Regions from separate parts of the Rattus norvegicus genome. Here region 1 is linked to region 2. The links are chromatin contacts, called in public Hi-C maps. All regions are on one chromosome and are shown on one strand. The core of a region is the stretch at or near the end of the contact, and the rest is flanking DNA. Distances in the headings are between cores, read along the strand shown.

Region 1 (5,919 bases), core at 643-3,142, 120 kb after region 2:
GTTATGAGTACCTGTTAGGTCTATCTTCTTATGTCCACCTTGAGACCGTGTCTTTGTTCCAGGAGGTCACTGGGACTAACTTGTTATATTTATAGTCTACTCCTGTAACCCCCATCCCCTTTGCCTGCCAAATCCCCCACTTGGAAAGCCTCTACCCTGAGCTATAGAAGCCTCAACTTCCTCACATCTAATGTTGACTTCTCCTCCCTTGCCTTGGGGGGAGGCAGCTGTGTTCATGAATTTAAAAAAAAAAAAAAAGCTTGCTTTAATAATTACTTGCTTTAATTAATTTGACCTTGATGGTTTGGGTCGGTGGTCTTTTTCCTTCCATCTTTGGGATTAACACCAGCCCACTGTGGATTGCACCATCCTTAGGCAAGGTAGCTCTGGGTTCTATAAAGAAGCAGACTTAGAAAACCATGACGAGCAAGTTAGTCAGCAGCACTCCTTCATGGCCTCTACATCAGTTTCTTCCTTCAGGTTCCTGTCCTGTTTTGAGTTCCTTTCCTGACTTCAATGATGGGACTACTATGTGGAAGAATAAGCCAAATAAACCCTTTGCTCCCCATTTTGCTTTCGGTCACGGTAATACTAAGCCTAAGTAGGATAGGTAGGGGTGCTGTAGAGAAGCTGAGGACACAGTCCAGTGAATGTGCCCATGGTACAAAGGAGCAGTCAGGCGGCTAGGGAATGTGTGGGCATGGGCGTTGATGCGTGAGTAGAGAAGAAAGGGGGGTGGGGGGGTAGGGAATTCTGAGGGCTGTGTCTGAGAGTCATGGCTTTGGGGGCGGCGCCTTTCTGATCTCAGCACAGACAGGTCTTCAAGGAGCCAACTCAGTGATTTGGACCCTCTGGGAGTGTGGATGAGGGTGGCCCAGCTCAAAGCTGCCACTGTCGCCTCCATACACGTCTCACTGTCTAGGACTAAAATAGAGCCGAATAGAATGATCCCGTGAGAAGATTCTGGCAAAGGACTATGGGAAAAGGGGCATGAGTCACGCTGGGAATCCTTGAATTTGACACTCCCAAAGTTCTGCTGCCCTAGCCAACACCATTGGGCCTCCCACATCTGTCCGTGCCCACTTTGGTCTGGTTGGGAAGCTGGCAGGCTTGGTTCTGGTCTCAGCTCTGTTCTGTCATGGAGGAACTAAGTCACTTGCCCATGCCTCATCCCCCGGGAGCCTGTTTCTCAGAGGTACCAGAAATAAGAGACCTCAGACATCTGCTGTGAGGGCTCTGGTAATTAATGAGCTAAGGGACCAAACCCAGGATCAGCACTACAATCCGCCTCTGTATTTCTCTAGAACTCAGTTTCCTCACCTGTAAAGGTCTGTTTGTAGGTTTCGGGTCAAGAAATCCATGTATGATCCTGAGAGCCCCTGGGACCTCCCTCCCGCACCTTCAACCTCAGCTGGCACAGTAATGAACATTAGCCAAGACCTTTTTTAAAGCCCTGTACTAGGCACACTCTGCCTCCTGCTCCTTGCACCCTGGAGGTAAAGGCGGATGCCAGCCACTCCTGGCCAGAAGCCTGGCTCCTCGTGGGTACTATCACGCGCTAGGCTCTCACTTGTTTGATTTAACTACGGATTGTGCGGCGGTAAATAGGATCCTGTCCTGAGAGAGGAAGGAATCCGTGGGGGCGGTGCTATTGTAGTCTCAGTTCGCGGGGCCGGCGCGCCCTCTAGAGGCCATTCTGCTTAGAGTCTTGCTCGACGGCCAGAGGGGCTCCCGATCTGGCCAGCCGGGCGATTCCAAAGTTGGTGTCTCCTGCCACTTTCTGTAACCTAAAAGCGCTGGCCTCACTACAGCCTTCCATAGAGGCAGCTCAGAGACCTTCCCCACTGCGGCTGCGCCGCCCCGCCCCATTGCCATGGAGACTGCTTGTACACAGTTTCCCTTCCCCTTCTACCGAGGCCCCTCCAACGGGACTGGTGCCCGCTTAGGAGGGAGCCCTCCCGGTTCTGGAGCGGGCTCCCATGAACATCAGAGCTCCAACAAAATTGGCCGTGGGCAGAGTGAGGTTCTACGGTCAACACCACGGGGAGGTGAGGCCTCGGGCTCTACACAGGCTTAGTGGGGTCAGGTCCCAACACAAGACTAGACCCTAGGTTTGTTTGTTTTTCTTTTTCGTTATGAGACAGGGTTTCACTACGTGGCTTGCCTTGAACAGAGATCCATCTGCCTCTGCCTCCCCTGATGCTGGGATCAAAAATGTGCATCATGATTTCTTCTACCTTGGACTCAAGGCTTAGGGTTGACTTTGAACTTGTCAATTTTTGTCCTAGAACTTGCTTTTGCATGGACCTGGAGTTAATGGACCCACCCGGGGCTCCTGGGCAGATTAGGGATGGTTAGAGCTGAGGGGACAAATAACTTCTGACAGGCACAGGACCACTTTTGCCCTGTACTTTCAGGTCAACTGCTCTGCCTTCTCCCCTGATGGCCGGAACCTGATCACAGCCTCAGATGATGGTTGTGTGTATGTATGGGGGACGAAGAGTGGGCGACTGCTGTGGAGACTGGCAGGCCACAAAGGTGGGGCTCAGGCACCTTACTGGAGAGAGCCAAGACTCTGTGCTGACATTCTGAGCCTACCTTAGTGACACAAGACTTTGAGGGAAGAGGGTTGGAGCAAGTTCAGCAGAGGCACCTGGGTAGGGTGATACTAAACCTAATACTTAGGGGGTCAGTCCTGAGAGACTCAAATCTTATTTCTTAAACTCTAGACATGCAGTCCAATAGCACAAAAACTCATATTGAGAAGTCACCCCCCAGTGGAGTAAATGTTTGCTAGGCTTATTCCAGTTAGCCTCATGTCTTCAAAGTCGCCTGTGGCGCTGCACATGTGAAGTGCTTTTGTTTTTTTTTGTTTTTTTTTTTTTTCCCGGAGCTGGGGACCGAACCCAGGGCCTTGTGCTTCCTAGGTAAGCGCTCTACCACTGAGCTAAATCCCCAGCCCCTGCTTTTGGTTTTAGTACCTCAACCATTTATCACAGGACTTCAGCAAGCGAGGTGCCTGACTTGTTAAGACATATGAAGCAGTGATGGTAGGGTGAGCACACCTAAGACAGTTCAGGCCAGAGCCCAAAAGCCTACTGGGGCAGTGGGAGTACGGTGCTGGGAGGAGATATTTGGGTTTGATGATAGCCAAGATGGGCAAACTGAGATCCAGCTGATCCCAGCTCAGGCCAGGCCCCATGGTTGGAACTACAGATGACAAGTCTGGACTTGGAGGGGGGGAAAAACCCCATGTGTTCTCTGCCTCAGGCCCAGTGAAGTCTTGCCGTTTCTCTCCCGATGGCCGCCTCGTTGCCAGCTCCTCCTGTGACCACACCATCCGCCTGTGGGATGTGGCAAAAGCCAAATGCCTGCATGTGCTGAAAGGTGAGGATTCATTTTGACCAGGAGCCACACTGGCTCCTTTGTGGACTTTGTCCCATCCGCTTTCCCACTTTTGGGCTGCTGTCTGTAGGTCACCAGAGGAGTGTGGAAACTGTCAGCTTCAGCCCTGACTCAAAGCAGCTGGCATCAGGTGGCTGGGACAAGAGGGTGATTCTCTGGGAAGTGCAGGTATGACGGGGCCTAGGTCAGAGGGGACCAAATGCACCCTTTGCTCTTAGTGGTTCCCTACTCTCCACACCATCAGGTACCTAAAAATTGGGTCCCAGCTGGCATTGTCCTTCCTCCTGCTGTTGCATGGCCTGGGCTGCCTCAGACCCACAGTCTAGTTAGGGAGCACCCAGGCCCCTCCACCTCTGCAGCTCAGACTCTCTCTACAGTCCGGCCGCAATGTGCGCTTCTTGCCTGGGCATTGTGATTCCATCCAGAGCAGTGACTTCTCTCCAACCTCGGATTCTCTGGTGAGCTTTGCTCCTTCACGCACGCCCTGAGTCAGTGACCATCTGAGTGGTAAGGGCTGTTTCATACATTACTGTCCACAGGCCACTGGCTCCTGGGACTCGACTGTGCACATCTGGGACTTGCGGGCATCAAGCCCAGCTGTCTCCTTCCGTAATTTGGAGGGCCACACTGGCAACATCAGCTGCTTGAAGTACTCAGCATCTGGCCTCTTGGTGAGCTAGACTAACTGGGGCTCCAGGGCAGTCCCTATTTGCCTCAAAGGGTACAGGCCTCTGAGGTGGGGGTCACTGAGCTCAGGGATGTTTGTTTAGGCATCTGGCTCCTGGGACAAGACAGTCCGCATCTGGAAGCCCACAACCAACAACCTGCTTCTGCAGCTCAGGGGCCACGCCACCTGGGTCAATAGCCTAGCCTTCTCTCCCGATGAGCTAAAGCTGGCCAGTGCTGGTTACTCTCGTATGGTAAGCAACCCCTTCAGAAAAACCTCAGCCTCACCTTGCCAGAGTTTTCAGCCATACTAGAAATGTCTATGCATAACAAAGGCAAAGACAAGATCCAGATACTGACCTCTAGTGACCTAAAGGCCAGCAGCATAAAGGACCAGGCGGCCCCACAGCTGTGGCACCAACACTGCAGAACTGTGAACTCTTCACCTTGTCTGCAGACATACTTGGGCCTTGGGGGACTGATACCTCAACTCTATTGCCTGTTTTTACTTCCAGGTCAAAGTCTGGGACTGCCTCACAGGGAAATGCCTTGAGACCCTAAAGGTAAGGCACCAGGGTCAGTACCAAGACCCTTGCAGAGTGACGGGTAGGACTCACTAACCTGACTCTGACACTGTGTTACTGACAGGGCATGCTGGATGTGGCCCATGCCTGCATTTTCACTCCAAATGGCAAACTCTTAGTGTCAGGGATTGCTGACGCGACAAGATGACAAGTCTGCTGAAAGTCAAGAACTTCATCCATGTAACTTACCCACAGGCCTAAGGTAACTAAGCCACCAGATCTCCAAGGCAGGGACTACCTAGCCTATCCCGTAAGGTGGTTGTCACCTGCTGTAGGCAAGCGATCACCTAACCTCACCCCCTGGACCCTGGGCGGCCAGTGTCAAACAGGAAGCAGAGAGCTCGTCAGTTTTGGACTTTATTGTTATTGTCGTCGTCTCAGGCCTTGACTGCGTACTTGCGCAGTGGGTACAGCCGCTCCTTCCGCTGCTGCTTCTTGGTCTTCAGCTTCTCTTCATGCTTGGTGAGCCGGCGGCGCATGGCTCTTGTCTTCTTGGGTCGCAGGTCCAGGGGCTTGTACTTCTTTCCCTGGGACAGAAATGACAGGGTGAGCCTGAGCACTGGGGGCTCCTGGGAAGATGTGGAAGCAGGTGAGCACACAGGACACAAAGTTGGACTTCTCTGAGCAAATGGCAGGGCACTGAGACAGCTGGGGGCTGTCAGTAAAGTACCAGAGGGTGGTAGGCCTAAAATTTGCACACCAAGCTCCCCAATTTCAAGACTACAAGGGCCAAGAGGGGGCTAGGCTTCAGTTTTCCTATGCATCACCTAGTGACTAAGTAGAAAGTCACAGCACAATGGAAAGGGCACTCCACACACACAGGCTCTGTGTAGCTACTGCCTGGCTGACCCACCAGGCATGGCTCATCAATGCTCTAGGTAACACCGACCACAGAAGGCTTGGTCAAAGTCACCCTGAGCTGTTAAGGGAGCTCTCACTTTCCTCTATCTCCTAGCCCTTCCCGGGTGTTCTAAGCAAGACAGTCCCTTAGTTCCCTCAGGGACCAGGTCCTGTGGGTCAGATCCTTACATGATAAGGAGAAGCAGCGCTACCAAGAATTTCAAGAGGCAGCAGCCTCCAAAACAAGCTCAGCGGCCTGCTGAAAATGTGTAACTGGGCTTCCTAGGAGTGCCTACTCCTGCCTGCAAAGGGGCAGGCACAATGGGTTCACATCCCCATGCACCAAGCTCCTGCAGGTGGACAGAGGACCCTAGAAAGCTCTACAGGATAAGGTGAGGAGCCACACCAGGCAGGCTTTCAGTCA
Region 2 (6,758 bases), core at 2,421-4,920:
CTGATAGGATCAGTGTAACTTAAAAGAAATCTCAGTAAAATTTTTGTTTTTTAAATAAGCTGATTCTAAACTGTACATGGACTTTTTAAAAACAAAACAAAAAACTAAGCCAAAATAACTTTGAAAAGGAAGAAAGGAAATACCCCTTAGTTTGAAGACACTGTGGCTTTTGTGAGAGGATTCAAAAAGATGAATAAAAAAAAAAAAACCCCGCAGATTAATTTTTTTTCTTTTTCTCTTTTCTTTTCTTTCATTTTTTTTCTTAAAAAAAACTTCAAAATATTCATTGAGACTTTGACAAGAAACAAATTTCCATATGAAAAAGATTTTGATTCCTACTTTATAAAACATGCCAAAATTATATATGAATGAATATAGTCCTAAACATGAATATAGTCCTAAAATCATAGTTTCTAAAAGAAAATGGAATTTGGTTAAACTAAGATTTCCTAGTGAAGATATAAGAATCAATAACAAAAGATTCCAAAAATAAGGTTTCATAAAAATTCACTGTATTAACATGTTAAAAATGAAAACAAAAACCATAGACTAGGAGAAAATATTCATACTACATATATCATGTCACAAACCCACAATATAAAAATGCCAACAATACAAAAAGTTTAATGTTTTTAGTGGTCAAGACTTGAGCCATTTAAAAAGATGATATAGGAATAACCAACAGGGTATGATAACATTACAAGAAATGCAGATTAAAAAAGCCTGTCCCATTACCATACTCATTAGAGTTCTAAAAATAAAAACCCTGACAATACCAATTACTTGCAAGCATATGAAAGTGGAATTCACATGGTACTAGAACTATAAAATGTAAAAATCATTTTGAAATACTGGTAACTCTATAAAAGAATCTAATGTGTATTTACCATATAAACCACCAATTTTTATTATGCCTTAGAGGATCAATAAGCATGTACGTATACAAAATTTTGTATAAGCCCAGGTGTCAACAGAGGAATTACCTGTGACAGTGTCAGCAGAATACTACTCAGCAATAAATAAAAAGAAATGAACTACTGGGCTAGGGAGGTGGCTCACTGTGTAAAGTCCTTTCACATCAAGCCTAACAACCTGAGTTCAAATCCTGGATCAACCCGGTGCAAGGAGAGAACAGACTCCCACAAATTTGTCCTCTGAACTCCATATGTACACCCTGACACATTCACTCCCTCAATATTAAACAAATAAATATTAAAAAGTAGTAAAAAAAAAAAGGAAAGGAAGGGAAGAGAAGAGAAGGGGAGGAAAGAGAGAGGGAGAGAAATGAACTATTAACATGTGCATCAGGATTACAGTAAAAAATATTGGGCTATAGACACACAAAAGAGCAAATGTGTGTGACATTATGCATGTAAGACTGGAGAACAAGAATTAAGAAGTTACTAGATTTTAGGGATTAACTAGTGGATCAAAATGAGAAAAAGCATAAGGAAATTTGAAGATGGATTACAAAGATTAACAACCTTGTGAACACTGCTTCATTTACATTTTCAGATAGGAACATTTCTTTGTATGAAAATTTCATATCTCAATTTTAAAAAGATACAGTGAATGAGGGCTTCAGGATTACATAGAGCAGCTCTACCACTTACCAGGTATATGGCCTTGGCCAAGTGTTAAACCATCAGTCTCCCCATCTGCAAAGCAAAAAGAACTAGAGTTGAGAATAACTGCACAGAGCTGCTAAGTAAACAAGTAATACATTAATGACATAATACAGTAAATATTCATTAAATATTAACAAAAAAGTCAGAAATTTTATTCCCATATTTCAGCTATGGAGAAAGATTCAGGAATACCTAGTGGGTAAACATTGGTAACTTACATAACCTACCAGTACTTGTGTTTTACAGTAAAACCTAGCAAGTTTTACGGTTCATTCAGTTTTAAGGTTTCGGGAGATGTCAGCATGCAAACTTCTGCTTGTGTGTTCTCTTTTCTAACATGGCCTGATGTATTTCAGGCTGGCCTGGAATTTACTGTGCATCCCAAATGATCCTGAACTACTGATTCTCATGCCTCTACCTTCCATATTCCGAGATTACAGGTTATGTGTCAGTTCATGTATTTTCAAATGCACCATGAACTCCAACAGGGTCACTTTCAGCAGTTAACCCTGTAATTGCCAGTATAAGTCATCTCATATTAAAAGTGTTCCATTTATTCTTCCTTTTCTTCTCTTCTCTTTTTGAGACAGGATGTCACTCTGTGCCCCTGGCTGGCCCACCAGCCTCTGTGCACTGCCACCAAGGCCAACCCCCATTGTTGCCAGTACTAGGTTCAAGTTTCCTGACAAAAAATAGGAGGCCAGGGGCCTGGAGAGATGGCTCAGTGGTTAAGAGCACTGACTGGACTGCTCTTCAAAAGGTCCTGAGTTCAATTCTCACAACCATCTGTAATGGGATCCAATGCCCTCTCCTGGTGTGTCTGAAGACAGCTACAGTGTACTTACATACATAATAAATAAATAGATCTTTAAAAAAAAATTGAAAACCAATTCTGGAAGTGGGGCTGTAAGTAGTCATTTTAGGCTTTAAGTTTTTGTTTACATTGTGAGTGTGTGTGTGCTTGTATGTGCACATACATGTATACATATATGCATGTACATGTCAAGGTATGCATGTGTAGGTCAAAGGACAACTTGAGGGAGCTGGCTCTCTCCTTCCACCACGTGGGTTACAGACACTGAATTCAGAAGGCCAGGGTTTGCGACAAGCCACTTTACCTGGCTGAGCCATCTCACTGATCTATTCTAGCCTTTTTGAATGTTCCTTCCTCAGAGAAAGTTCAAAAGAAAAGAATTCTGGCTTGGTATGACTGACAGACACATATAATTCTACCACTTAGGAGGCTAAGGTAAGAAAATCTTGAGTTAAAGCCAGCCCTGACAACAGAGTTATCAAGATCAGCCCAGCTACATAAAATTCCTCCTCAAAAAATAAAATAAAAAATAAATAAAAATTGAGGGAGAGGAAGGTAAAAATGAATGCATATAATCTGGATGTGAAGCCTGTGCTCTAAGAGAGCCAGAGCTAAGGCTTGAAATTATTTGGCAGAATATTTTCAGAAACTTGGCGGCTGAAAAGGGAACCAATTTTTTCATTAAAACTATATTCTATTTTTCTTAATCATAAAAGATTCTTACTTTGAAAAAGTTAAAATGGTGGATGTGGTAGTGGACTCCTTTGAGCCTGGCACTTGAGAGGCAAAAAAATGAATAATAGCTCACTGAGTTAGAGGCCAGCCTAGTCTTCCAAGTGAAAAACCAAAAACTAAAGTGAAAGACCACAACAGGATGAGAAAAATTCTCACGCATTCTGATACCAAGTTATTGAACTCAAACAACCATTTTCAGCTTTTTAAAACACATGAGGGCCAGAGATGACTCAGTGGGTAAAAGCAGGTGACACACAGCCTGATGACATGCAAAGGATCCCTGGGACCCACCCAAAGCCAGAAGGAAAGCATCAACCCCACAAAGCTGTCCTCTGACCTTCACGAATTTGCCTTGGCAGATGTGCCACTGGTCATCACACCCAGACACGGGGTTGTCTCAGCTCCCCATCATACACATGGACACAGGGTTGTCTCAAACTGTTACAATACTGCTCCCACAGGAAAAAAAATAATTGCTAAAATCTAGCCTCACATTTTTTTTTACATTCCTTCTTAGTCATCCATTACAAATCTCCAAGCATTCCCTGCACCCACCAGATAGTAACAGGCATCCATGGCTATACAAGGACTCAGCAATTGCCTTTGAATCCAACTATCTTTTCACCAATTGTAAACAAGCCCTAAACTCTTGGCTCCATAGAGAATGCCTACAAGTCAGTATAAACTCTGAAACAGGGGCAGAGGTCAAGTGACTGGGAGAGTTCAGCCTGAACTGTCAATCTCATCCCACCCCCACCTTGTTCAAAAGAATCCTATCAGAAAGCACCTCCCAGCAAAAGGCCACATTCGGGAGACCTGATGTGGCAGCATTGCTACATCCTAAGCTGGGGCTTTAGAAGCACAGGGGAACTGCTAAAGTCAGGAACCACCTAATCACCAAGTGAATGCTATGGAGGAGGAGACATTAAGGGAAAACAGGGAGACTTACAAATTTATCTTAATATGCTTTAGAAAAGGAGACTCCTTTAAGGAAATGCCTCCATGAGATCCAGCTGTAAGACATTTTCTCAATTAGTGTTCAGTGAAGTACAGCCCAGCCTATGATGGGTGGGGCCGCTCCTGGGCTGGTGGTCCTGGGTTCTATAAGAAAGCAGGTTAAGCAAGTCATGTGAATCGGGTCAGTAAGCAGCACCCCTCCACGGCCTCTGCATCAACTCCTGCTTCCAGCCCTGCTTGATTTCTTGTCCTAACTTCCTCCAGTAATGAACTATGATCTGAAAGTGTAAGCTAAATAAACCTGTTCCTCCTCAGCTTGCTTTTTGGTCATGGTGTTTCATCACAGCAAAACAAAATACCCTAAGACAGCCTCTGACCTCCACACATGTGCTGTAGCACACACAAAATGAGATAAAATAACTATTTTTTTTTAAAAATAACATTTATCTTTCTTTTCTTAATATCTACTATTCAATTTTATATTAATTATCTGCAGACAATGGTTGGACCTATCTGTGCTACCTGCACACTTTTCTAAGGCTTATTTTATGTTTGTGGAGATTTTTGTCTGCATGTATATATGGGCACCATGTGCGGACACTGCATGCAGGAGAGTCAGAAGAGGATATCAGATCCCTTGGAACTGAAGTTACAGATGGTTGTGACCTGGCATGTGGATATTGGGAATTGAACCTGGGTCCTGTGGAAGAATAGATAGTATTCTTAACCACTAGTACAGCACCTGTACTACTTTTTAATACCAAAAGTTATGATATATTGCCAGGTTTGGTGATACATATCTTTATTCCAAGCACTTGGAAGCAGAGGTAGGTGGATCTCTGAGTTCCACCAGCTTGGGACTACATTCATGCAGGCAAAACACTAATGCACATAAGGTAAAAGTAAAATAAATTAAAAACGAAAGTAAGTTGGTAAGAAAACCTAGGTTAAACCCACAATATACAGTGTTTTAAAAATAATGATCAAATTTTAAATAGTGCAAAATCTTTCCTGAATATGCTATTAAACCTTACTGGGATGGTTTGTATATGCCTGGCCCAGTTTTAGAGTAGGCGTGTCACTGTGGGTGTGGGATTTAAGACCATCCTAGCTGCCTGGTAGACGGTATTCTGCTAGCAGCCTTCAGATGAAGATGTAAAACTCTCAGCTCCTCCTGCACCATGCCTGCCTGGATGCTACCATGTTCTTACCTTGATGATAATGGACTGAACCTCTGAACCTGTAAGCCAGCCCCAATTAAATGTTGTCCTTTATAAGAGTTGCCTTGCTCACAGTGTCTGTTCACAGCAGTGAACCCTAACTAAGACACTTGGCCATTAATCAATAGAACATGTATAATATGAATACTTTTAAAAATAATCTGATAGTTAACTTCTTCAGGCTATTAAGAAGTTAAGTAAATGAGTAATTGATAATTTATCCTATGCTGGAGGAATGATGACAAATCCCCTATGAGCCAAATGGTAAAAAACAAAAATGCCAAAATGTTCAATAGTTCATCAGCCTGTGGGATGAGGTAATGGGTGAGGCAGGTACAAGATAGAAGGAGGCCTGTCATTGGACGAGAAGGAAGGATGGGCAGGAGAAAAGTTTGAAGGAAGAGAAGGAGACTGGAATGGAAAGGAGGAAGAGACAGGAGGGAAAGGGAGAGAAGCCATGGCAGGACAATATGGGAGGTGATGTTAAGATTCCACACTGTACCTTTACAGGTTGTTACAAATGTTTTTAAGGGATAGATGTGTATTGGGCTTTGTATGTTTAGGTGGGCAATTATACCTTATCAATTAGATCAAAGGTTATTGTGTTGTATGTTTTCATGCAACAATTTAAGTGTAAGAAAGTGTGCGGCGGCTGGTCTGGGCTACCACAGAGTTGGGATGTGTGTTTCCAGCATGGAAACCTGCCTTGGGAGCTAGATAGGTAGAGAGATTGCTGCCAGGCTCAGAGAGAGGCCTTTGGCAGTGTGATATGGGATGGAGCAGAGCAGGTAAGACGCTTTGCTGACTGAGAATTAAGACATCCAGCAGTTATCTTGGGGCACTGCAGTAGCAGACCTAGAGTGGGTAAAAGACAGCCTTTTATTTTTTTATATTTTTACAACAGCATCATCCTGTACAAATAAACTATTTCTGTGAAGCAGTAACATATGCTAATGTGTAGAATGGCTCATGTTTATGTCATTAAATAACATGGGTTAATGGAGAGATGGCACAACGATTAAGAACTGAGCTCTTCCAGAGGACTTGGGTTCAATTCTCAGCACCAACATGGTGGCTCACAACTGTCTATGACTCCAGTTCCAGGGGATCTGATGCCCTCACACCAATGCACATAAAATAAAATTAAATAATTTATTTTTTTAAAAACATGGCTTGAATTACCCTAGATGCCTAGAACAAATGAAACTCAAGACGGATGATCAAAATGTGAATGCTTCACTCCTTCTTTAAAAGGGGAACAAGAATACCCTTGGCAGGGAATAGAGAGGCAAAGATTAAAACAGAGACTGAAGGAACACCCATTCAGAGCCTGCCCCACATGTGGCCCATACATATACAGCCACCCAATTAGACAAGATGGATGAAGCAAAGAAGTGCAGACCG

What was found. Hi-C and Micro-C count contacts between places; a contact is called where the count stands out from the background.
Region 1: a contact with region 2 is called in a Hi-C map of the A7r5 cell line, with 4 times the contacts expected there. The contact joins the promoter of Wdr38 here to the enhancer-like site in region 2. A contact is called at or near these places in 4 of 12 Hi-C or Micro-C datasets (the A7r5 cell line, the Rat2 cell line, Schwann cells and 1 more).

What each region holds. Positions count from the first base shown.
Region 1 is chr3:43,157,964-43,163,882 of GRCr8, forward strand. It overlaps Wdr38 (WD repeat domain 38), which reads left to right and starts at 1,893. Exons shown (of 9, transcript NM_001399335.1): 1 at 1,893-2,048; 2 at 2,418-2,538; 3 at 3,271-3,387; 4 at 3,476-3,573; 5 at 3,783-3,863; 6 at 3,945-4,076; 7 at 4,176-4,325; 8 at 4,587-4,634; 9 at 4,720-5,002. The coding sequence starts at 1,980. The coding sequence ends at 4,803. It overlaps Rpl35 (ribosomal protein L35), which reads right to left. Exons shown (of 4, transcript NM_212511.2): 4 at 4,997-5,182. The coding sequence ends at 5,033.
Region 2 is chr3:43,038,136-43,044,893 of GRCr8, forward strand. Nr6a1 (nuclear receptor subfamily 6, group A, member 1) reads right to left here. Exons shown (of 11, transcript NM_001100861.1): 3 at 1,614-1,658. It overlaps LOC120101539 (a long non-coding RNA gene), which reads left to right. Exons shown (of 3, transcript XR_010064778.1): 3 at 1-6,726. Among named protein-coding and RNA genes, the nearest start is that of Mir181b2, 15 kb to the left of the region's middle. Within about 2 kb of position 3,671, at least 7 of the 93 cell types and tissues checked have an H3K27ac peak or open chromatin away from gene starts, as enhancers often do. A contact at or near this core is called in the A7r5 cell line, where this site is marked.